Regions from separate parts of the Mus musculus genome. Here all the other regions are linked to region 4. A link is a contact called in public HiChIP or PLAC-seq data. All regions are on one chromosome and are shown on one strand. Each heading gives the region's core, a stretch centred on a gene start, on an enhancer-like site or on the middle of the called end of the contact. The rest is flanking DNA. Distances are from core to core; before and after follow the strand shown.

Evidence for each region. HiChIP or PLAC-seq counts read pairs in DNA pulled down with a chosen protein or histone mark.
Region 1: an H3K27ac HiChIP or PLAC-seq map of the NIH/3T3 cell line shows a contact between it and region 4, with 5 times the contacts expected there. The contact joins the enhancer-like site here to the promoter of Nfib in region 4. A contact is called at or near these places in 11 of 39 promoter capture datasets (the 3T3-L1 cell line, 3T3-L1-derived adipocytes, the C10 cell line and 6 more), 10 of 115 datasets of contacts at active chromatin or transcription factors (the NIH/3T3 cell line, VIP interneurons, craniofacial prominence and 7 more) and 1 of 9 other capture datasets (embryonic stem cells).
Region 2: an H3K4me3 HiChIP or PLAC-seq map of embryonic limb bud shows a contact between it and region 4, with 4 times the contacts expected there. The contact joins the enhancer-like site here to the promoter of Nfib in region 4. A contact is called at or near these places in 5 of 39 promoter capture datasets (the 3T3-L1 cell line, hippocampal neurons, liver and 2 more) and 8 of 115 datasets of contacts at active chromatin or transcription factors (cardiomyocytes, craniofacial prominence, embryonic forebrain and 5 more).
Region 3: an H3K4me3 HiChIP or PLAC-seq map of embryonic forebrain shows a contact between it and region 4, with 5 times the contacts expected there. The contact joins the enhancer-like site here to the promoter of Nfib in region 4. A contact is called at or near these places in 5 of 39 promoter capture datasets (the 3T3-L1 cell line, frontonasal cranial neural crest, hematopoietic stem and progenitor cells and 2 more), 1 of 484 Hi-C or Micro-C datasets (stem cell-derived neural stem cells) and 6 of 115 datasets of contacts at active chromatin or transcription factors (astrocytes, embryonic forebrain, embryonic hindbrain and 3 more).
Region 5: an H3K4me3 HiChIP or PLAC-seq map of embryonic limb bud shows a contact between it and region 4, with 3 times the contacts expected there. The contact joins the enhancer-like site here to the promoter of Nfib in region 4. A contact is called at or near these places in 10 of 39 promoter capture datasets (the 3T3-L1 cell line, cranial neural crest, fetal liver and 6 more) and 2 of 115 datasets of contacts at active chromatin or transcription factors (embryonic limb bud and forebrain).
Region 6: an H3K4me3 HiChIP or PLAC-seq map of neural progenitor cells shows a contact between it and region 4, with 21 read pairs. The contact joins the enhancer-like site here to the promoter of Nfib in region 4. A contact is called at or near these places in 11 of 39 promoter capture datasets (the 3T3-L1 cell line, 3T3-L1-derived adipocytes, HPC-7-derived erythroid cells and 7 more), 2 of 484 Hi-C or Micro-C datasets (brown adipocytes and cerebral cortex) and 5 of 115 datasets of contacts at active chromatin or transcription factors (the NIH/3T3 cell line, craniofacial prominence, neural progenitor cells and 1 more).
Region 7: a contact with region 4 is called in an H3K4me3 HiChIP or PLAC-seq map of craniofacial prominence, with 3 times the contacts expected there. The contact joins the enhancer-like site here to the promoter of Nfib in region 4. A contact is called at or near these places in 9 of 39 promoter capture datasets (the 3T3-L1 cell line, 3T3-L1-derived adipocytes, cranial neural crest and 5 more) and 4 of 115 datasets of contacts at active chromatin or transcription factors (craniofacial prominence, embryonic limb bud, neural tube and 1 more).

The regions. Positions count from the first base shown.
Region 1 is chr4:82,033,796-82,036,749 of GRCm38.p6, forward strand. It overlaps Gm11264 (predicted gene 11264), which reads right to left. Exons shown (of 6, transcript NR_151604.1): 6 at 1-1,184. Among named protein-coding and RNA genes, the nearest start is that of Gm5860, 30 kb to the right of the region's middle. Within about 2 kb of position 1,511, at least 28 of the 459 cell types and tissues checked have an H3K27ac peak or open chromatin away from gene starts, as enhancers often do. A contact at or near this core is called in the NIH/3T3 cell line, neural progenitor cells and stem cell-derived neural progenitor cells, where this site is marked.
Region 2 is chr4:81,999,321-82,002,626 of GRCm38.p6, forward strand. No RefSeq gene overlaps it. Among named protein-coding and RNA genes, the nearest start is that of Gm5860, 64 kb to the right of the region's middle. Within about 2 kb of position 1,516, at least 48 of the 459 cell types and tissues checked have an H3K27ac peak or open chromatin away from gene starts, as enhancers often do. A contact at or near this core is called in embryonic limb bud, where this site is marked.
Region 3 is chr4:82,914,861-82,918,085 of GRCm38.p6, forward strand. It overlaps Frem1 (Fras1 related extracellular matrix protein 1), which reads right to left. Exons shown (of 37, transcript NM_001198811.2): 30 at 1,771-1,920. Among named protein-coding and RNA genes, the nearest start is that of Gm33260, 7.2 kb to the right of the region's middle. RefSeq lists an enhancer at 513-3,225. Within about 2 kb of position 1,326, at least 52 of the 459 cell types and tissues checked have an H3K27ac peak or open chromatin away from gene starts, as enhancers often do. A contact at or near this core is called in astrocytes, embryonic forebrain, forebrain and 2 more, where this site is marked.
Region 4 is chr4:82,504,238-82,507,223 of GRCm38.p6, forward strand. It overlaps Nfib (nuclear factor I/B), which reads right to left and starts at 1,542. Exons shown (of 12, transcript NM_001113209.2): 1 at 494-1,542. The coding sequence starts at 523.
Region 5 is chr4:82,889,905-82,893,322 of GRCm38.p6, forward strand. No RefSeq gene overlaps it. Among named protein-coding and RNA genes, the nearest start is that of Cer1, 6.5 kb to the left of the region's middle. Within about 2 kb of position 1,892, at least 30 of the 459 cell types and tissues checked have an H3K27ac peak or open chromatin away from gene starts, as enhancers often do. A contact at or near this core is called in embryonic limb bud and second pharyngeal arch cranial neural crest, where this site is marked.
Region 6 is chr4:82,098,563-82,101,576 of GRCm38.p6, forward strand. All of the region lies in intron 2 of Gm5860 (predicted gene 5860), which reads left to right. Among named protein-coding and RNA genes, the nearest start is that of Gm11264, 34 kb to the left of the region's middle. Within about 2 kb of position 1,674, at least 29 of the 459 cell types and tissues checked have an H3K27ac peak or open chromatin away from gene starts, as enhancers often do. A contact at or near this core is called in craniofacial prominence, neural progenitor cells and stem cell-derived neural progenitor cells, where this site is marked.
Region 7 is chr4:82,116,801-82,119,982 of GRCm38.p6, forward strand. No RefSeq gene overlaps it. Among named protein-coding and RNA genes, the nearest start is that of Gm11264, 53 kb to the left of the region's middle. Within about 2 kb of position 1,466, at least 2 of the 459 cell types and tissues checked have an H3K27ac peak or open chromatin away from gene starts, as enhancers often do.

The DNA of each region.
Region 1 (2,954 bases), core at 261-2,760, 470 kb before region 4:
GCCTCTTTCTCCAAAATCATAAGAGCCACATATTTGACTGATATCTTAGTGGACCTTTATACTTTAGTATAAAAACTTATTTTAGATGGTGATATCCAAATATCATGCTGAGAGAAGAATTTTGATGGGCGTGATTTTTTTCAAGAGAACAAAAAGAGTAATGGTTCAATTCAAATATTAATTTTAAAGCTCTGTTGCCTACTCCCTTCTCAAGAAGGGAGGTACATCACATAGTGAGAGATTATAATTTCCAGCTGCCAGGCACAGGTGCGTTCAGCTTATGGATTTATCCATAGGATTCATGGAGACCGAAGTCAAGCTGGGAAGGCAGCTGTTGCTGAGAAGATGGCCAAGAAGGAGTAAATTCAAAGAATGGCCAATCCCATCGCTGAGCCAAGGACAGCAAATATGTCTGCTGAGGTCCAAGACGGGAAGAAGGAAAAGGCACAGGGGTTCAAAGTTTCGTGATGTTTGTCAAAGATAAAGGCACTCAGCATCTGTTGGTTTTATCAGGAAACCTGGTCATCCAGGAGCCACAGGCCCACTCACAGAGTCACTGCTAGTGATAGCAGGCTGCCTGTACAGAAGTTCTTAATGTAGGCCTGGCTGAGAGTCAGAACTACTGAAGGGCATTGGTCATATATAGGAGTGTAAAGACAAGAGAAAGAGGAGGGCCTGACAGTCAATGTTCAAAGTGCACCTTATGAATGTATAAGACTGTGCCACTGAAATTCATCGTTTATACAATTAATATATCTAAAATGTTTTAAAATATAGTGAAAAGCCTGAATACTCAATATAGTAGAATCTAATGACCAGTGGAGTCCTTTCTTTAATAATTTGCTGAACATAAACTCCCATATTAAAGACACACTCCTGTATCTTCAGTTGGTAATTTATTGGCCAGGATTGAATCTTACTGTAGCCCTTATTCATTGATTCTCAAATATCAAATGTATTCCATAAGAGTTAGGGTTCAGGGCCCCACTGAGCTCCTTTGGACTGGACAGAAAAAAAGGGGACTGCATCAGGCATGGGGTAAAGGGGTCTAGATGAGACTCTGTGGTTACTCGAGGTACTCGTTATTCAAGACAGTGAGAGCATAAGCTCTCAAAGCAAGGACGGGGGCATTACATGTGTTCATTCAGTGCCACCAATCCTCAGCTTTTTCTGCTGGTCAGAAGCTGCAAAAGAAAAAAAAAATCCCTAAGGATAATGTTCACACATACTGGAAAAGGTGAGACTGTGTCCCCCGAGACACACACACACACACACACACACACACACATGATAGCACAGTGGTTCACAAATACAATGAATCAGAAACCTTTGCCAATTCCTTAGGACCAGCATCCTCCTCTCCCTATGATGTATGAGCCCTGGAGCAGGGCCCAGTGACCTGGTGCTGCCCTCCAGACCACAGCAACTGCTCCTCCTGAAGCTGGGCTCTACCAGCTCATTTTCGCTGCTGCATCAGCAGCATGCAGCTGCCTTCACTCATCTCTCCGTGGAGGAAAGGGGTTCCTGCCTTCTTGAAAAAGTGACATCAGCTGTGCCCATTATCCCTGGCTCCACCCACATTCCTAACCTACTCAGAACAGAAAAAGCTGTTCCCTAGGTTAGCTCTCATCCCTCTCTTGGCAGCAACTCTCTGGCTAAGTTGTGACCACAGCTGTTCTACCTACAGTGGTGGTCAAAGAGTGACCCCAAGCAGCTGCATGGTCCAGCATAGGCTGTAGAGCATGGGCAGGAGAGTGTATAGGACCCTAGGCTTGGTGAAGATGTATGATCTGCCTGTGCATGTAACCTTGTAGTAATGATTTTCATGAGTGTGATCATCTGAATAGGCAAGTGTCTGCACTGTTTGACGAGGAGTTGATTGAGGGGAAGTTGAGGCCCATGCAGCTGGTATTATTAGACTTGGTTCTTGCAAATTAGCAAATCAAATTAAATTTAGATGTGTCTAGATGATCTTTCAAACATTTTTTGGAATGACATGTATCTATGGGCATTGCATTGTTTATAAGGTTCAGGCATGACTAATGAGCTGTTTAAAGAACAGCTAAGCCTCTGTTCATGTACACAGGGACTTTTTAGTGTAGCCAGATTTGAGTGTTACCCAGAGATCCCTGAGCCCTTTTTGAAGCCCTCTGTCTACAGCCACCTTTGAAGATGAAGTTTGTTCAGAGGTCTGCTTTGTTGAAGCCCAGATGCTCAGAAGCCTGGTGGCTCAGGCCACATGGCTATGCAATATAGGATGCTCGAGTGCCTGATCGTGTCCATATGGACCCCATTGGCCCTGCAGGATTTGGCTCAGGTTACCTTGTTTTCTGCTTCACCTTATACAGCTAAAACTAGCCCAGTACCTGGCCATACAACCTCATCTACCTGATTAGAACACTACGTAAGGCATATGGCCATTTCTGGGGACACTCGTACTTGGATCTTCTTTTAGACGCCCCCCGCCCATGTCCTAACTTGTTATCAGGCAGTGCCCATCTGGGCAGCTTTGTTCCAGCAGTGTGCTTTGCTGGTTGTAAATATGTTTTTGAAACACCACACTGGGAGCATCTTATAAATTGCAAATCTGAATGACCTTGAGAAATTTGTGTGCCTCCTTGTCCAAATATTAATTATTAAATAGATCCCAACTATGTTATTGTTTAAGTTTGTTTTAAGCTCTTGCCATGATCTAACTCCACCTACCTACCAATTCAGCAGAGCATTTGCTGTATTCAAAGTGCTTTGCTAGATTTATAATGACCATGGGTTAAACAGAAGGGTTTTCATAAATTCTCATAACCAGGTGGATTAAATAATGTTGTGTTGCACACAGAGGAGATGAGGAGATTTTTTTGAGACTACAGAGAAGATAAAATATGAGGTTGACATAAAGAACTAATAAGAGAGATTTTATTAAAATGAATAGAGGATATAACAGGTAATGTGTTATA
Region 2 (3,306 bases), core at 266-2,765, 500 kb before region 4:
GTGCAGTTGCAAGAACAATTCAGAACATCCTGAGATGGGTTACTGCTGTGGTGCAGATGGCTTGGCGATGCTGGGCTGTACAATGGTTATTTGAACTTTGTTTCTCAGGGGCACACAAGAAGCCTTGAGTTCTCATCTGTTTTACAGTTCGTGGAGAAATTAGCTGCTGTTTTCCTTCCTCCTCTTCCTCCTCCTCATCTTCTTCCTTCTCCTTCTTTCTTCTTCTCCTTTCTTCTTCTCCTTCTTCATCTTCTCCTTCTTCATCTTCTCCTTCTTCTTCTTCTCCTTCTTTCTCCTTCTCCTCCTGCTCCCCTCCCTGCTCCTCCTGCTCTTCCTTAAGAAAAGAATTCCACTGTTCAGACTTTTGAGCCTTCTCCCTCAGGCATGGAGGGGGCACCCCATATCCACTGCCACACCCTGAAAGGGGAGCTTCTTCCACAGCTGGTCTGTGCCTGCCTTGCCTCCATATGCCGCTGGAAACCCACGCCTTGAAGTCAAGTGATAAAGTTGCACTTCTGTTTCCAGTGGCACTGGTCCAGCGAGGGAGACTGGCAGCTTTGTGAATGGCTTCCCAGCAGGGTCGCCAAGTGCAGCAGTGCAGCTGGGACGCGTTTCCTCACGGCTGTGCCCGAGACTGTGGTTAGCTTCAGATTCCTGCGAATGTGACTGGAAAATGTTTGCATTTTAGCCACAGTCACTAACAAATTACAGCCACCTCTTCAACACATGGACCCAGAGAGAGCCTGTCCCCATTATGGAAGTGTAAGCTCATGTGCTCAGGAGTCTCTAGCTAATGCTGATGCTCAGTCATTTCCAACACATTTCATGTCATTCAGACCACGTGGCCTACAGGGTCTTCTTTCAAATGCATCACAGTTAAAAGATTCAGAGGCCTTCCTTCCATGGCCAAAGCAATGCCTCCTCCCCAGTTATTTTATGAATCCATCTCCTTTTCTTTTTTGCTCCACCAAGAAGAAAACACCGAGGCCAGAAAGGGAAGATACTGTCAAACTCAAATCACAAATTGGAGCAGCCCGTAAGTCTGCACTGAAGTCTTGACTTTTTAGTGGTGTGTGTGTGTGGTGGTGAGAGGGAGAGAGAGGGAAAGGTGGGGAGAGAAAGAGACACAGAGAGAGAGGGACAGAGACAGACAGAGAGAGACAGAGACAGAAACAGAGATTGACCCAAAAGAAGCAGCCGATCAGAAAGCTTTCTTTACAACTTCAAGAAACTAAATGCACATGGCTGTCCTCTTTGTAGGTTCAGTAGGCAAAAAGAAAACACATCAGAGGCCAGAGCACAGCTGTATGGCCATCTTCCTAGTGAAACGGAGAATCAGTCCTCTGCTAGTGGGTGGGGTGGCCTCCTGGGCCAGTCTTCACTATCTGCTTTTAGCAGATTGGATTAGTTCTTCACGCTGAGGCCCAAGCCTAGCTGTCTTTCTTTCCATCTTGCTTGCTTGCTTCCCTGACCGTGAAGCGTTGCCCTTGGCAGAACACGCAGGCTTTGCAAGAACCGCTCCACCGTGGAGGCGGTCTCAGCTGTGCCCTGCAAAAGACTGAGCTTGCTGCTTGCTACCTGCGAAGCAGAAGCAAATCTGTGTAAACTGAAGTCCCCATTGCCCCAGTGGGACATTTGCAAAGAAGGCAGAATTGAAGAGCAAGCACGTGATAGATACCAAAGAAAAACTAGCCGCCATGACAGGATCTGAGGCTGCTGTTTCTGTTACTGTTGCAGAGGATCAGGGAGGCTTTCGGAGTGGAACAAAAGCCCACTGGTGTGTGGACTGAACTCCATTTTCTGTGTGAGTCTGAGTAGAGAAAGATAAACAGAACCTTTCACCGATAGACATATTTTAGAGTTCAAGTATGACATGACGGGTCCAAAATAGATTCCACATGATTGGAGCAAATCCAGAACCTGGTCCCCGAATAGCAATCAGTGCTGGAGGCTGAGCCGGCCTGCGCCATCATCACATAAAACACGGAGAAACTGCAAATCCCACACAGCTGCTAGTGAGTAAGGACAGCCCATACCTGGAGCCTGGTGCTGCGGCTCCATTTTCCAAAATTACTCAGCTTAGTTTAAATTGAGGGTCTCTTTGCCTCGCCACGAATACCTTAATGAATACTCAGAACTTTACAACAGCTTTCTCGCCATGAATTTTCTTTTCAAATGAAAGTTTCTGCTCTCTGCAGTACTCTGTCAGGCAGAACTAATGACCCGAGGGCTTCATGCTAGGTTATTTTCATGAAAAGCTCCAAATAACTTGAAACTATATAGGTCTTAACCATCTCAGAAGAGAGAACCAAATTCCAGGGTCCTTGAACATGATGATTCAGGAGAGCGTTTTGACCCGGGGTTGGGGGGAGTTCTCTCAGGATGGTGGTAGGCTTCTCTACTGTGACATAACTGACTTGCTTTGATGATATGCAGATGGCAGGAAAAAGGAATAAAATCTAGAGAAGGCAGAGAAGGAGAAAGGAAAAGTCCTCAAGACGGATGACCTTCATGCTGGCTAAGAATAACCTCTTCTATTTGTAAGCAACTATTTTTCTTTAAAATAGCCGGCAGCAGGACTCCGGAGAAGGTCTTTCATGTTTAACTAATGTTTCTCATATTTAAGAAAACTTAAAAATATGTATAATTCAAAGGGTCAGCATTAAGCCAAGTCTAGCCTAAAGAACCCCTGCTGCTCGGCGCACATCTGAGACGCGGCTTGCGAAGGTTTCTGTCTGCCGCCTTTCCAAGCCATAACGCTATGGCAGTGCGAAAAGTGATAAACGGAACGCTAAATGTTTATGGAGGGAGAGCTGGCACCGTGTGCCACCACTGCCCTCACACTGGCCAGGAAGTCAGCATTTTAAAAGGGTAAGGATGAGACAGTGGTTTCCCACCTCTGTGCTGAGAAGTCCGCTCATTGTTTACATGTTTCCAGGCGCATTTGGGCTGGACTGAATCTTACAAGGGCATATCCCGTGCTCCTTTTGTTTCAAATAGTTCTCTCTGGCTATACTAATAGTCATTGTCTTTTAGGAGCTGTCAAAAAGATCAAAGCAGTGGTCAGCAGTTGAGAATCTCTACAGGATCGACAGACAAACATAAAAAAAAAAAAAAAAAAAAAAAGACAAATTGCACCTTTTCTTGGTATCATAGTACGAAGAGTGTAAATCCTAACAGCACAAACAGTATTCTTCTAGAACATTTCTGGTCACCTCAGAGTTTCACTCTTTCCACTACTATTTGAGAATCTATGCAAGTACTATGTATCTTTTTCCAAAAATAGGCCAATTGTGGCACACTGGA
Region 3 (3,225 bases), core at 76-2,575, 410 kb after region 4:
AGGCAATCAGTACACTACACAAACACATAAGCAATGGCGTTGACACAGTTCCTGGAACAGCTTGTCATTAAACCTAGACGGATGAATTTCCCACCAGATGTTGCCTTTTTCCCATTTGCCAGAAACTCCCTCTCTCGTCATCAGTTTCCACCTGGGAAAGCGGTATCCCTTCTGCACATGGATGGGGTGATTATAAACTCATGAAATCCATCCCACAAATCATAGATGAAAATCATTGTCATGGCTTGATAATCATTCCAGACGCTTAGGAAACCGGCTCACTTCCCTCCTGTGATCCTCCCCAACATGGAAGGTTTATTCACCGATCAAGTGCCACCCCCTCCCAACACTGGGAAAGGAATCGAGTTTTCCTCCAGTCTTTTAGAGGTACAAACTAGGATTGTTTAAAGGGAGCGGTGAACAAGCAGCAGCTGTAAAATATTTGCAATCAACTCTAAAGGGACAAAACCCTAGTGAATCTTAAGAGAGTCTCTACTAGAAACTTCAACAATGAATATTTCTGGGAAGGTGCAGAAAACAGCCCACCAAATACAAACAAACTAGCCAGTGAAGTGGCTCAGCAGGTGGGGATGTTGACCACTAACCCTGGCTACCAGAGTTTGATCCTGGGAACACACATAAGAGGAGAGAACAGATCCCCACAGGTTGTCCTCTGACCTCCCCACCAAACCATAAGTAAAAAGGAATTAAAGATTAAAGAACAATTACAAAACCTCAATTAACAAGAAAACAAAACGACCTGCCGAAAGAACCTGGCTGAATATTTATTTTATTTTTAGCAGCACGGAGATTCAACCACGGAGCCTTTTGCAGGCTAAGCAAGCACTCTGCCACTGAGCTACGTTCCAAGTCCAGAGCATTTTTGTTTGTGTATATTTCCCACACTCAATGTGAGTGGAAATTCCTGCTGGCCAAGAAGTACACGTGGTGTGGAGAAAAGGGGGATGAGAGATGTCATGGAAATGTGGGTGTACAGAGCAAAGGAGACAACACCCACTTTTATTATAAGGTAAGCAAGGGGACACCAGATTATAGGTAAGGAAGAAAACTGCAGATCACGGGGCATGACAAGCATTTAAAAAAGGCTTGAAATCGAGTGTCACGCTGGACACATAAAGTGTCACATAGATAAGGAACTGGAAGCAGAAGGACTTTGGCAGAACAAACCCTCAGAGCGCCAAGGGCTTTGCTTTTCGTTTTATTTGTAGGTTGCTCTCTAGCAGGCTCTTCCCAGAACCGTTTGGCTCTGCCTCACCAAGTCATTCATTAGTATTCTCCAGCTGCCCCCTGAATCCCCAGCCAGCTGCATCTTCACGTCTGTTTTCCTCCAATTCCTTCCCTTCTTAGAATTTTCCTGGTCACACTACAGTGGGGGCTCCTGTTTTGGGCACTGAGAGCTCTCCTTAACAGAGGAAAGATAATTACAGCCCTGCAAACTCAGGGGGGAAATAATTGTCCATAGATTCTCACCAACATTGTTTCCCCCTTGGTGAGAACAACAAATGGTTAGAAAAAAGCAACCAGGGCTCTGACTTGTTGCTTCGCTGCAGCCATTGCTCTTAGCAGGAGGAAAAACCACATGAAGCACACACCAGAATAAAGAACCCGGGAGTCATGGTGCAGGCGGCTTTCTTGACAAGAAATTACGCATTTTGATTTGAAGGCGTTATCAAGCATGTTGGCTGCTGCAAGCCAGCAGCCATGGCGCCAGGACTGCTCCTGATTTCAAGACGAGGATCAAAAGAATACCTCCTTTTGAGTCCAAAATTTTCACCGCCGCTTTTGTCTGCGTGCCAAGAACCGCATTCACAGGGGAGTTCAGAATTACTTCAAAGACCTCATCATCTTCCTCTAATCCGTCATAGGTAATTGCTATATTCCACATCTTAGTTGACATTCCTACAAGAAGTAAACATTTTAATTACTCTTTAATTGCTATTTCAATCACCTAGGTGTCAGAGAAATATATTAATTAACATGTCTACCGCTAGACTGCAGTAGCCCGAGTGAGCTATTGTACTGCCACCAACTCACTGAGGCCCTGCTGTTCTCCCAAATAATATAAAAAGAGTGCATTTGTTCCTGGACAATGATGACCGGCCTTCAATGCAAACACTGTAACAAAAAGTAAGCAGCATTACACAGGGGGAGGATAAAAGGTTAGTAGACAAAATCCCAGACATAATTTTTCTTCCAACCCCACCCCCTCTGTGCCTTAGAATAAATAGTTACTACGATTTGAAAATCTTAATAGTTGCAAAAATCTTAAGAGGGTGCAGCAGACAGAAGTGATTTTTGGATGGTACTTCAGGCACCTCACAGAATCCTTGACGTGATTCATGTACTCCAACTGCTGCCTGCATCGGCTGCTATCACCCCCACCCCCAGATCTTCTAGCCCATGGATGATTTTTCTGATTGATGCAATGTTCAATAGTTGCATACTCTCCTAGAGAGAATGTATGGGCTGAGGATTGTACCCATAGACTGGTCCAGCCTCCATGTCCCCTCTTTGTGTCTAACATGGAGTACAAACAAGTTTATTCCACATAACCTTCTGAACTTAACATAACTCTTCATTCGCTAAGATATCCCAGCCAATCTGTCCCATCAGGATGGAAGGCAAATTCAAATCGGAGACACAAAGTACTCAGGCTAGAAGACACTTCTGAAACAGTCTCAATCTCCAGCAGTGTGCATGATGGGAACTGTGAAACATCTTCCTGACTTACTTAGAAGGGAAGGTGAAGGCAGAGGTAAGCAAGCTGAAGGCTGCTTGGTGGCATAAGAGGCAGAGACAGGGACAAAGGACAGTAAGTTTACAGTTTAGGCTCTAGAGCAAAGCTTGGAAGTCTGTCCTGCCTCCCCTGCCTATGGGTGCTTCCATATCCATAAGTCTTTCTCTATACAGTGGCTAAACACTCTTTCCCAGCCTTCTCTTCTGAAAACTGACTTTTTTGCTTGCATGCTGATATGTCTGTTACTCTGTCACCTACATGACAGCCACCTTCTCAAAAGTATGTCTCATAGAGTTCTTATGGCCCATTCAGCATATCATGGATCCCTGCAGCATTCATTAGAAAGGATAAATTGTTCACTTCTGAACTGGGCTGCCTTTATAGGGAAAATGGGGGCATCTGCAGTCATTTTGGTAAAGAACAAGCTGGTGTCCGATTTATGATGCTTTCAGCATCTTCTGTGGTCT
Region 4 (2,986 bases), core at 292-2,791:
CTCTGGACCACCACCTAGACTGGCGGCGTCACCCGCCCACTGTGGGCAGCAGAGTCCAAAGGCGCTCAAGCCTAGTTCTCAGCCCCTTGCCCAAGAGTCCATCTACAGACGCTCCCAAGCCGGAGTCCGCCCCACGCGCACCGGCCAGGGAGTGAGGGTGCCGCCGCGGCCACCACCGCCGCCGCTGCCTTCGCCGCAATCTCCTTAGGGGCGGACAGGGGCTCACGGCCGCAGGTCTCGGCCCTGCCCACCCCCAGCAGCCTCGCCCGCCCGGTGCCGGCTCTCCCCGCTCGGGCGCTGGGATGGGCGCACACGGCAGCCGTGGTCCCACGCCGCCCGCACAGCCCACCGCAACTCCGCACTACTTCTCGGGGAAGACCAGGGTGTGCCAAGGTTAGGCAAAGCCTTTGAGGGTCTGCAGCACAAGAGCAAGAAGACACAACAAAGGCGTCTGGGGCCAGAGAAAGCTCGAGAAAGCGACCAAGATAAGTACCTGAGTGAGACAGATGGGAGAATACATCATGACTTCGCCTTAAAACGCACTTTCCCGGAGATGCCCAAGAAAATCTTCCAGAAGCAAGGATTTCATCTATTCATTTTACAGTCATCTGAGCCCAGCGATGCGATCAATCAGGACGGGGCACTGCGCCGGTTCACCGCAACTTCGCAACAAACCCAGTCCTCCTTAAATAGCCAAAGATTCAAGTTCACTCGGCGAGCTAGATTTCCCGGGGTGAAATCCAATCTACACTTTTAACCCTCTTGCGGTTCGCGCGCGCCGGCCGAGCTCTCCGAGGCTGCCGCCGCTGGTGCAGGCTGCTGGTCGCCTGGTTTAGGGGATTTGTTTTCTGTTTTGCAGTTGTTGTTGTTGTTGTTTGTTGTTGGGGGTTGGGGTGCGCGAGGGTTCGGTGTGGGTTGGATTGGGGTGATGGTGGGTGGTGAAATGTTTTTTTTAAAAAAAGGCGGGGAGGGGGGCGCAGGAGGCCAGGCGGTGGGGAAAGCGAGGAGAATGTGTCACCGCGCTGGTAAAGTTCAAGGTTACCGCCGCCAACACTGCAGCAGGATCCGGGAGTGGCGATCGCAGGCGAAACTTTGCTGCGAGCCGACCACGTGTGTGCGCGAGGGGGAGCGCAAGCGAGTGCGCGCGGGTGGCGGGGCGCGCGCAGGAGAGGGCCGGGTGGGGGTGGGGGTGGGGGGGAGCAGGGAGAGGCCGGGGTGAGGGAGGGGGCGCAGGCGCGGAGCTCCCGGGCGGAAAAGCCTTTGCTGCGCTCCTGCCCCGCCGCACCGCCGCCCGCCCGCTTCGCCCCGGGTCTGACCCGCCGCGCGTGGACTCCGCTGCCGGTGCCGCTGGCCACAGCCCACGGAAAGGATCGGAAGGACCTCCTGAAAAAAATCCCAAACGATCGATCCCGCTTGGCTGCAAACTCCTCTTTTCTGTCCTGGGCTCTATTCCCCCTCCCTCTCTCGCTTTCTTTCCTTGAAAAACTTGCAAGTTGAAAGATTCACCGGTTCCACCCTCTGGACCCCGCTCGAGCTCTCTCCAAATCAGACTTAAGGATTGTTTTATTATTTAATTACACAATCACCGCTTTACTCCTCCTCCTCCTGCAAACGCGCGTTCCTTTTGCACCAGCCTCTCCACACCCCCCGCCCCCCACCTTCCTCCTCCTCCCGCGCGCCTCCCCCAGCCCTCGCGTCTCTCCCCCTCATTTGTTAAAGGTATCAGACCGGTGCCACAGTATTGGGACTTTTCTTTTCTTTTCTTTTCTTTTTTCTTTTTTCAAAAATAGCTCTTCTCTCTGCCACTCTTCGTTTACCCCCGAAAACCCGCCCAGGGAGAGGTTATTTCACTGCTCGCTGCAGACGCTCAAGACGCGAGAACATCCTAAGGGGAGAAGCCCTGAACCGGCCTGGGCCCAAGAAAGAAACGAATGGAAAATTCCCTCACACCCAGGCCGCCCCGAGCCGGGGCTAGGGCGCCGACTCTAGCACCCCAGGCGGCTGGAGGGAGAGGGAGGGTGGAGGCGGGGGCCAGAGTGAACTTGGCCTCCTGGAGTTGCAGCGGACGGGCGCGGAGCCCGGGGCGCGGCGGGCAGCCCAGCCCGGAGCTCGCACTGGCGATCGGAGAGGGGCGCCGGGGTCCCCAGGGTCCCCCGAGCCTCGCCGCAGCGGCCCGCCCTCCCCCGGCGCCCGGTGCACGTGGCCGCGCTCGGAGCGGGAAGGCCGCGCCACCGCTCGCCCCTCCTCTCCTCCTCCTCCTGCCGCGCTGGCCGCGTCCCAATCCCCACCCCCAGAGCCCGGGGCGCCGGCGGAAAGCGGCTCCCTTCCCGCGGGGGTGCGGGCAGGGCGGGGCCGCGGCGCGCCCGAGGCTGCGGGGCGGGAGCGCGCGGGGTGCGTGTGCGGCTGCGGGTCTCCCCGGCGGCTCCCGCCGGCTCCCCGCCCCGCCCCCCGCCGAGTGAATGAACTTGATTCCCGGGACCCTGGAGGCGACCGGCCAGCACCCCCTTTCGCGCGGGCACTCTCTCCCACACACACCGCCCCCCAAATTCCGGGTTTCCGCTAGGGGTGGGTGGGGAAATGGAGGAATCAAAGGCTGCCCCAGACAATGGAGAAAGAAAAGTGAGCGCCCGGGGCTCCATGTCGCCCTAGCTTGGGGCCGCCGAGCGTTTCCAGGCCCCCCGCGGCCTCCCGCTCCCACCCCGCGTCCTGGACTTTCCCCCCCTCAACTTTCTCCAGTCCTCGCACTCCTGACCACCGTGCCCTCCCCCAGCGGACCTGAAAGAACCAGTGACTTTTTCCTTCCCCAAGTGGAAGTTACCCACATCAAGCATTTCACAACGACACATCAAGAAAAGTAGGCAGGTTCAAGTCAACCATGAAATGGTCACTTTTTAACCCCGTCCTGTCCTCATTAGGGAAATGCTCAAACACAGTCCGTTTTCAAAAAGCGCTCTTAATGAGGCGAGCTTGCCAAGTCTACCAGCTG
Region 5 (3,418 bases), core at 642-3,141, 390 kb after region 4:
ATTATCTCAGCCCATTGATTGGTCTGGCCTGCCCTCATTATGAGCAACTACCCTACCCCTTCTTATACAGAAAAAGACAAAAGTCATCGGATGAGAGTTCCTCACATGTGACCTCAAACCCTACCAGCTCATCTTTCCTTCCCTGCCCTCCCCTCAGAATTGCATTCTCTCCTCATTTCATTGAATAGCTCCATAGCTTTCCTGGTCACCTCCATTAGCATTTTCATAATGTTAGACTGCCTCAAACTCTTTCAAAATGTCTCTGGAATCCATAAAAGCTTTCACGTTCTGCCCTCTGGTGCTCTCTCTTGCATTCACAACTGAGTGATGGGATTGTTTGTACAAACCCAGCCTCTAAGTTCTTATCTACTCAATTTTCCTGAAAAGAGTCCTAAGTAGATTAGGGGGATCGATGTGCACCAGGGTGAAAAGCTATGAGAATCTCAAAGCTTTAAGTTACAAGAGCAGCCTGCTGCCAGTCTTAAGAAAGATGTTCTCTACACAGCCCATGTAGAGCTCCAACTCTTAGTGTTGGGATTGCAGGCGTGTGCCCTGACTTGGGGCTAGGTCCTTCTTTATTCAGTCACTTCATGACTGCTAGATCTGGGCTTAACTAAGAGCCATGTGTATCTTCTTAGCCACAGAGACATAACTATTCGGGGTCAGGACTACCATCCCTAGAGTCTGCAAGGTTCACCGCACCAAGTCCAGGCGTTTGATTGAACACATTTTTCTGTTTCATTTCTTTTCCTGGCCCAAGCTCTACAGTTAGCTTTGTGAATGTCTGCTTCAGCCTCCCAAATCTAACAGCAGTGTGCCTGGAAACTCCTGACACGAGACTGCCCGTGCTTTACTTTCTGAGAGGGGCCTCTGTCCTAGAGGACTTATATTTAATACTCATGCTCAGACTCTATTTTAAAATCAAATTTCCATTAAATCTGGAAGGATTCAGAATAAACCATTCCTTATTTTCCTAGCTGGCTGCATCTCAGAGTAGGTATCTGAACTTTGTCATACTGCCACAGTTTATAGACAACTCTCTGGGGAGGGATCTTGACACTCCTAAAGAAAGGGGACTCAGGCAGGAGGATGACGTGCCTGCCAGGTAACACTAGGCAGCTTGTCAACTTCTGTGATCCAGTTGGAAGATGGAGGTGGTGTATCACCAACAGAGAGTGCAGGGGGCATCTGTCTGAAAACCGTTCCCCTCCTGGCTGCCTTACCAGCTTCTGCTTATACAGTGCAGGCAGCTTGGGGGAGCCATATTGTCCCTATAAGCTCATAACACATGGACAAATGATTAAAAACACATGGAAACCAGTTCCGCAGCGAAGCTGTAATTCAGATGGGACGGAAAATCAACTTGCAAAGCTTTCAGCTGACTCAGGGCCAAGTGTAGGACAGAATGCAAGAGGAGTTGCCAAAAGAAAGGAAAGTTGTGTGTGTGTATGTGGGGAGGGAGGGTGCAAATCACGGATCAGAAACGGAAAACAATGGCGCCTTGTATTGACAGTCCTTCTCTGAGGCTGTCCAAGAACAGGCACCGAGTCGACTCTTTGAAAATATTAAAACCTTCATTTCATGAAAGCTTTTGGACAGATTTATATTTTCTACCCTCTATAAATAAAAGTTGGCTTTACTATCTTGGCAACACCTATGCAGAAACATAATCTTAAGTATCTTTAACGTAAATATTAAAATATTACACATAATATTACCTCTAGGTGTGGGAATTAAGTAACAAGATGGCAGGAGACAAACACTGTGTGTGTGTGTGTGTGTGTGTGTGTGTGTGTAAAAACATTGACAATAAAATGGAAAAACAGAGCAAACCTGGCTCTGTTTATGCTCGTTGCCTGAGCCTGGGCCCAGGCTGATCATAAATGCAGGCAGGCTAAGACACCTTTACATAAATTCCAGCTTCACTTAATGCAAAGTCCTAAGAAGGCTTATTGTATCTGCACCTGGATTCTGCTGCCCTGGATTCTGCTGGGTAGGAAAAAAGCAATGGGGGGAGGCATTTAACTGGGAGGCTTTCCCTGCTGGGACTTACTGTTAATCAGCTTCTCAGCTTCTGCCCTGAGTGGTGTCCTCACTCCCGAGTAGGCCTGACCACTCTTCTTTCCACGGGTAGCCCCATCGAGATCATTATTAATTTGATGCATGATCCATAACCATATCCTTCTTGGTTCGTGCAGCAAATGTGTGCCTAGATGCTGAATGTCAAAGGAAACTTCAATAATGTGGCTCCAGAAGCCATTCTTAGGAAGTCGCTCGCTCTCACCCAACTTCAGCCCATTAGCACAGCAAACACTCTACTCTGTCAGACGAGGTAGCATGCCTTCATTTAGTTCTTATTAGAAGGGAATTTGCACAGCACAGTTCTTGTCTGAAAGCAAGGCATCCTGGGACTTCAAAGAGGGCTTTTGTAGTCATCTGGACGTCTCCTAAAAACAGTTCCACGTTGAACACAAATGCCTTAACACATGAGAAAGTTACCACTTGCGATATAGAACCTTAAAACGCCAGTTCTCACCCCCCCACTTCCTCCTCCCCGCTGCAGTTAGTCAGTGGTGTGATTCTGAGAATAATTATGCTAAATGAAAGAGAATTGCAAAAATAGTAGAGTGCATATGTAGTCCATTTATAGAAAATTCTAGAAGTTACAAGCCAATCTATAGTGACAGAAAGTTGATCAGGCATTACCTTAAGATAGGAGAAGCAAACTGGAAAGATCAGGAAACTTTTGAGAGAGGTGGATGTAGTGTATGTGTGTGTGTGTGTGTGTGTGTGTGTGTGTGTGTGTGTGTGTGTGTGTGCTCTAACTGCATGTACGTCTGCATGCCAGAAGAGGACATCAGATCACATTATAGATGGTTGTGAGCCACCATGTGGTTCCTGGGAAATGAACTCAGGACCTCTGGAAGAACAGCAGCCAGTGCCCTTAGTCATCTCTCCAGTCCTGTATTTATGATCTAAATTATAAGCAATGACATAAGCATATTATGCCAAATAATACCTGCTAAATATAAGTTTATCATAGAGTTCAAGGACATCCTCGGGTACACAAGGAATTCTGAGTCATCTTGAGCCACATAAGATCCTTTCTTAAAACACACACACACACACACACACACATACACAGAGAGAGAGGGGGGCGGGGAGACAAAGGGAGGGAGGAGAAAAGAGTCCCTCATAAGCATAGACAAAAAGTTCTAAAAGAAAACAAAACAAAACACCCTCTGACCAATTCAAACCAACAGCAAATGCAAACGAACAACACATCTCAACCAAGAAATCGCCAAGAGAATGAAAGGACAAGCCAAGCACTGGAAGAAAACATTTTATTATGCAGAGTAAAACTCAAGGGGAAAAAAAAGCTTTTTTAATGGTGCAGGGATTTGAACCGGTATTTCTC
Region 6 (3,014 bases), core at 424-2,923, 410 kb before region 4:
GGATCCAGGTCATATCTCTATTTTCTGTAGTTCTGCAGATGCAGAAAGATTTCTAAGTCATTTTAGTTCCAAGCTTACTGCAAGCCTACTATTCAGTGCAGTCTGCTTTTAAATGTGGATAGGTAAACAGTATCAAAGGCCTGTGTGTGGTAGAATAATTACCTTATTCAGTGTAGTGATAGATATGATAATTAAACTGTAAAGAATTCAGAGGTGCCAGGAGAGAACTATCAAAATCATAAACAGTAATTTCAACAAAGCCTGAAAAGAAGAAAAAATAACAACAGTAAAAAAACAAAACAAAACAATCAATCCATTACTAAACATATTAGAAGACTACAAAGAAGCCATTTTCCTAAGTGACCACTGTCACACATAATGGCAACACTCGGGTTCAGGGTGTCTTTCCTGGATCCAGGTTTTATGGAGCACTGAAACAGTAACGCAGTATTTTCAGTCTTTTAGAGAAAAGGAGCCACAGGCGAAGTAATTTGAACAATGTCTTTCTGTGAAACTGGGTTTTGATCATGTGGCATCTCAGGGTCCTGCAAAGGCTGACTGCCATCAAGCCTAACTCTTCTTTTGGCAGGCATGCAGCCTGTGTGCGCATGCACAGAACTATGGCCATTGTCACCACCCAGAGCAGTGCCAAGAGCAGATGTTCTTTTCTGTTCTTGTCGGTGGCATGAAGTCCTGAACTCTGTAACTGAATACTAGCCTTAATTTGAATTTTTACATAGACAAGGAGAAGTTGGTTCTTCAGGGGCAAGCTTTCTAAGGACCTTTTCAATACTGTGAAGCAGAAACCTAGAGCCTGTACTGTAAGCCTTGTTGGGGGAATTTAAATAGGAGCTCCAGAAACTAGCGTGATTTGGCAAGAGCGCGATGGAGTGCGGTTGTGAGGTCCCACCAGCAACATATGCTTTCACTAAGCTGCGCTATGCGTTTCAGTCTGAGCTTTTAAAATGTTACTTTATATTTTCTACCATTATCATTCGGAGCCCAAACCAAAGTAGTTAACTCTGAATAAAACTATCCTATTATGAAATTAGGCCTCATCCTGGGGGAATGATGTTTAAACGTAACCCCCTTTTTCCCCTCATTCCACCCCCTCCAAACACAGAAAAAAAAACTAAAGGGGGAGACGAAAAAGTCTGCTTATGATTATGAGGTGAACTTTGAACCATGCCTATTGTTCCTGCCAAGAATTTCTGAATGCTAATGTAAAAAGATATATATATATATATATATATATATCTGTGTGTGTGTGCAAAGGTATTTTAAGAGTCTACTGTAAAGAACCAAGCTTTTTTCCTTGCTTCATTGTTAAAGATAATATGCCTCTCTAACAAAAATGCTTTCAAGATGTAACCATATTTTGAAATGAGTATCATAATACATCCTTTGCAAGGCTGGAATTTGGAAACAAAGGCCTCGCTTTAATCTGTTTTTCTTCTTACCTGATGAACAGGGTGACAGCGCAGCTTGAGGAAGTTCAGACATGTCCCCAGTCTCATTTGCCGTTCTTCCCCTTTCCTCATCAAGTGGGCCCTGACAACCTTTCTTTCTGAAGCTACATAAATTAAACAGGGTTAAGACTCTCAGTCCTTGTTCCAGCTCCAAAACAAGCCAAGACAAGAAAGGATCCCGCAGGTGATGGACAGAGTTCCAGTCTCTCTGTTAAACCGGTAGGGCAGTGAATCTCCCTGCTTCCCTCCCAACTGAAGTAACAACAAAGATTAGAGCCAAGGCTGCCTTTCTTTTCCCTACTTTTGCATAGCTAACGGGTATTTCCAATTACACAAAGGGGGAGCACATTCTTTTCATTGTTAATTTCCATGGTGCTTCACAAATGTGTCTAGTCTTTCAGTGTCATCTCCCTGGAAAGACAGCCCTAAGGAACCTCAGTGTGACAAAGCCAGAAAGTGGGGGCTTGGAGCACAGCAGTACACATGCTTCAGATTGATCAGCTGATCATCTCCTGGTGAAATCTGACTAGAACAGTTACTTGTGATTTTGTAAATAGATTTCACAAACAGTGGCAACCAATGAAAACCCATATGACTTGTGTCTGAGTTTGCATATGTCAATGTCAACATGACCATGTGATTAAAGGATAAGACCATGACAAGAGGTACTAGAAAGGTCTAGAAAAATCATAGCCAATAGAAATTAGATAGTATATTTTATAAGGTCCAGACTGGATTTCCATTTGGGCTTCAACAAGATTTTGCTGACAGGAGACTGATATAGCTGTCTCCAGTGAGGCTCAGCCAGTACCTGGCAAATACAGAAGTGGATGCTCACAATCATCCATTGGACAGAGCACAGGGTCTCCAATGAAGGCTAGAGAAAGTATCCAAGGAGCTGAAAGGGTCTGCAGCCCTATAGGAAGAACAACAATATGCACTAACAAGTACCCCCAGAGCTCCCTGGGACTAAACCACCAATCAAAGAAAACACATGGTGGGACTCGTGTCTCTAGCTCATTATGTAGCAGAGGATGGCCTAGTTGGCCATCAATGGGAGGAGAGGCCCTTGGTCTTGGGAAGATTCTATGCCCCAGTATAAGGGAATGCCAGGACTAGGAAGTGGGAGTGGATGAGTTGGGAAGCAGGGGGAGGGGAGAGAGGATGGGGATTTTCAGCGAGGAAACTAGAAAAGTGGATAACATTTGAAGTGTAAATAAAGAAAATATCTAATAAAAAATCCACATAAATAAATCTGTAAACCAAGAAAGAAAAGAAAGAAAAGAAAGAAAGGAAAGAGAGAAAAGAAAGAAAGGAAGAAAGAAAGAAAGAAAGAAAGAAAGAAAGAAAGAAAGAAAGAAAGAAGTTAAGAAATTCAGCAAAACTACTACATCACCAGGCTGCTTTTCATGTATGGTGTCCCACAAACCAAATACAAGAAAAATGGGCAGAAATATGTTAAAGTTATTGTTTGACGGGTTCAGATTTAAATGACTTTAAGAAAGGACTGTGGGTGACTCTAACTTAATAATGGAAAGCTAAGGG
Region 7 (3,182 bases), core at 216-2,715, 390 kb before region 4:
GCCAATATATTTGAAAATCAACCTAATTTGGAACTTAATTTTGCTCTGTAGCTAGATTTATGACATCATTCATATGGAACATCCACAGTGGAACATCTTATTGGAGGCAACTTATATGCCTGTTCCCAGGCTGTAATCAGTCACTCAATTCAAGAATATGTTGTTCTTCCTTTTGAAGTGAGGGCTGTGCCTTACTTTGTAAAGAATGCATTATATTTTAAGGGCAAAACTCTCCAAAAGCCAGGGCACTGAGTCACTGGCTGCAAACATCTTTCTCAAGTTAATCCTGGCTATTTGTTTCTACCAACCAGATTCAAAGTTGCCTTCTCCTAGTCTAATGTTGATTTCACCGAAACTTACTTAGTTGAAATTTGCATATTACATATAATTTATACTGAAGATTGCCAGAGCATTTAACATTGATTTGTAGGTCATATTTCAAAAGTATTTATGTATTGATAAGATAACTCTGTAAACCTCCTTAAATCGGAAATGTAACTGCTAACCGTTGAACTCTCCTCATCAGAGATTCATTTAGTAGCAATGGAATCAGGCCTCTGTCTTTGTATTCCGACAAGTGGGTAGTTTTTAAACTCAGTGGTGACTAGGGAGGTTAACTCATGAGGCTTCTGGCCTACATGGGCAAGAGGCAGATTTCTGACCTACTGCATGTTATGTACCTAATTGCACAGACTTGCTTATTCTTCAGTGACAGCCGCCGTTGGCCTACAGCTGAGTGGACACTTCCTCACACGAACAGCACAATGCTGAGCCAATGCCTCCCGAGTGTTCTCTAAGCCAACACTGTAGTAATTTAAAATTTTTCAATATTAACAGAAAAAAAGCAGCAGCTATAGATAATTAAAAGGAATTCAAGCATTAGAATAGGGACTTGAACTCGGTCTTCTCGGCCACACTACTATAGATAAGAGAGGATCAAAAAGAGAGAATCAGGAGTTTTTAATGAGGGACCAATCTAGAGCTATAAGAATTGCCTATCTAGTACATCTATACACATAAGCAAATGGCATATATAGTGTACATAAGCCATGGGGAAGGATGGGGGAAATCATACTGATCTGAATGTTAACATCAAAAATTCATGTGTGGAGCCAAAGAAATGCACAAAAAAAAAAAAAGGCAAAGGGATGACATACCCACTTGCCCATACACGCCCCCCCACACACACACATTTATGCACGCACACATGCGCATGCCTCACAGTCATGCCAAATTCAGCCTCACAATCGTGTCAAATCGACCTCCTCTAAAAGATAATGCTAGCATCTAATCCTAACATCTATGACATACACTTGAAACTCTCTCAAGTTTTGCTCAACCAAAACCCTGAGATTATTTTATCCAAAGTATCAAACACAGCAAAAGTGTCGTGACTCCTAACATGTTAAGGAACGCCTTCTAGAAGACAGATGCATGTAAGCTCTTCACCACTGAATCCAAGCCCTGACTTCCCGTACATCCTACCAGTAAACAAGACCAGCAAACACTGCTGCAGTGCAGACAACAGAGTCCTCTCCTGGACCAATCATCCTGAGACGCTGGGGTCTGCAAAAGAATGATGGTGCCTGGGTGTGAGCAAACAAAGGAGACATTTTGCCTAAGAATACAGATTGTTGTCTGGCTCCAAAGTACTTCTGGATTCTGAAGCACTGGATAGTTGCCTGCAATTTGGTCTGTTCCTTCTCTGACTCCATTTCAGGGCTTCTTTTCACCCTTGGGAAAGGGCATAACTCCACACATGCTGTTCTAACTCTATAATATATCCCTTATTTCCATAGCCCAAGACTGAGGTCACACATGACTGATTATCCATCTTAAGTCTCCCCACACACATCCAGTACCACTGAGTGTATCACGTTACCATGGAAAGCAGGGGACCACTGAGAAGGTAGAGGAAATACACTGGTAAATGCTGGAGTGAAAGCCTGTCTACTAATTCCCGTAAACCTCCTTTTAGTGACCATCATAATGAAAATGATTTCTTAAGAGAATAGCTAAAGAAAAAGCAACTCACTAACATTTGAAGGTACTTTAAATCCTCTCCATGGAAAGCAGGGAGCTTTACTGTAAGTAGGGCCCTCTGACTGTCAAAGATGGAAGGAGGCTTAATCAAAGGTATTTGTTTCTCTTTCCAGTTCTCAAACAAAATACAATCAGTAACAATTAATATTCAGAATCTATGCCTTTCCTCCATCATAAGAGTAGTGCTTTTAATGTCTCAGCTCTCCAGAGTACTCTTGAAGCCTCGAGGACCAAGCTGGAAGAGAATCCCTTTCTTGGTATTCAATAAGTAAGTTATTACATGTTAAATTGTGATCAAAATGCTTATTAGAGTCTACCCAAGGCATAATAAGTATCATCAACAGTATTCCTTTTAACCTTCAGTAATTATGTCACTTATAATCAATTGCTGTTTTAATTAGTCCTGTTATTATATCTTATAGATGGTTTCTATTGCATAATTGTTTATCTTCAATAAATACATTTTTAATAAGCAGATGTATTTATACTCCATGAAATAACAGTGTCAATTAATCTATGTTGAATACTCATTTGGGAACTTAAACTCCTGCCAAACATTCTGCAAGCATGAATCACGTGAAGAAGAACAAGAGATGGACAACATGTTTAGAAAATACATGTTGCCAAGACTCCATTTCACCAGAAGATCAGAACGGAGCTCTTTTTTTTTATTTCTAAAGTTTATGGTATTTCAGAGAAAGAAGATCCAGTTCTTGAAAAGGCTTCGCCACATGCTTCAAGGAAGGATGAAGCCTGAATGCACAGTCTCAAACTTACTCTCTTTTCTTTAATTTTTTTTTTTTTTTTGGATAATCAAACTGAAAAAAACTACTGTGCAACAGCATGAAAAAAAAAGGATAGTGTGTTCATAGGAAAGTTTTGGACAGTATCATTTTAATACAAGTAGAGGCAAAAACACTACATCTCATTTAAATGAGAAACATTAACCAAAAGCACAGAGTTCAGTTTTCATTTCTCAAAACTATTGGGCCGAGCTGTCTAGAAGGTGAGACAGATAACTCCAAGAGGAGGACTGCTGGTAACCAGACTGTTTCCTCAGACAGACTTTGAATATTAAAAATTAACTCAAGGAGAATAAAAGTTATTTTTTTTGATTAAAAGTAAAGAAACAACCCAGT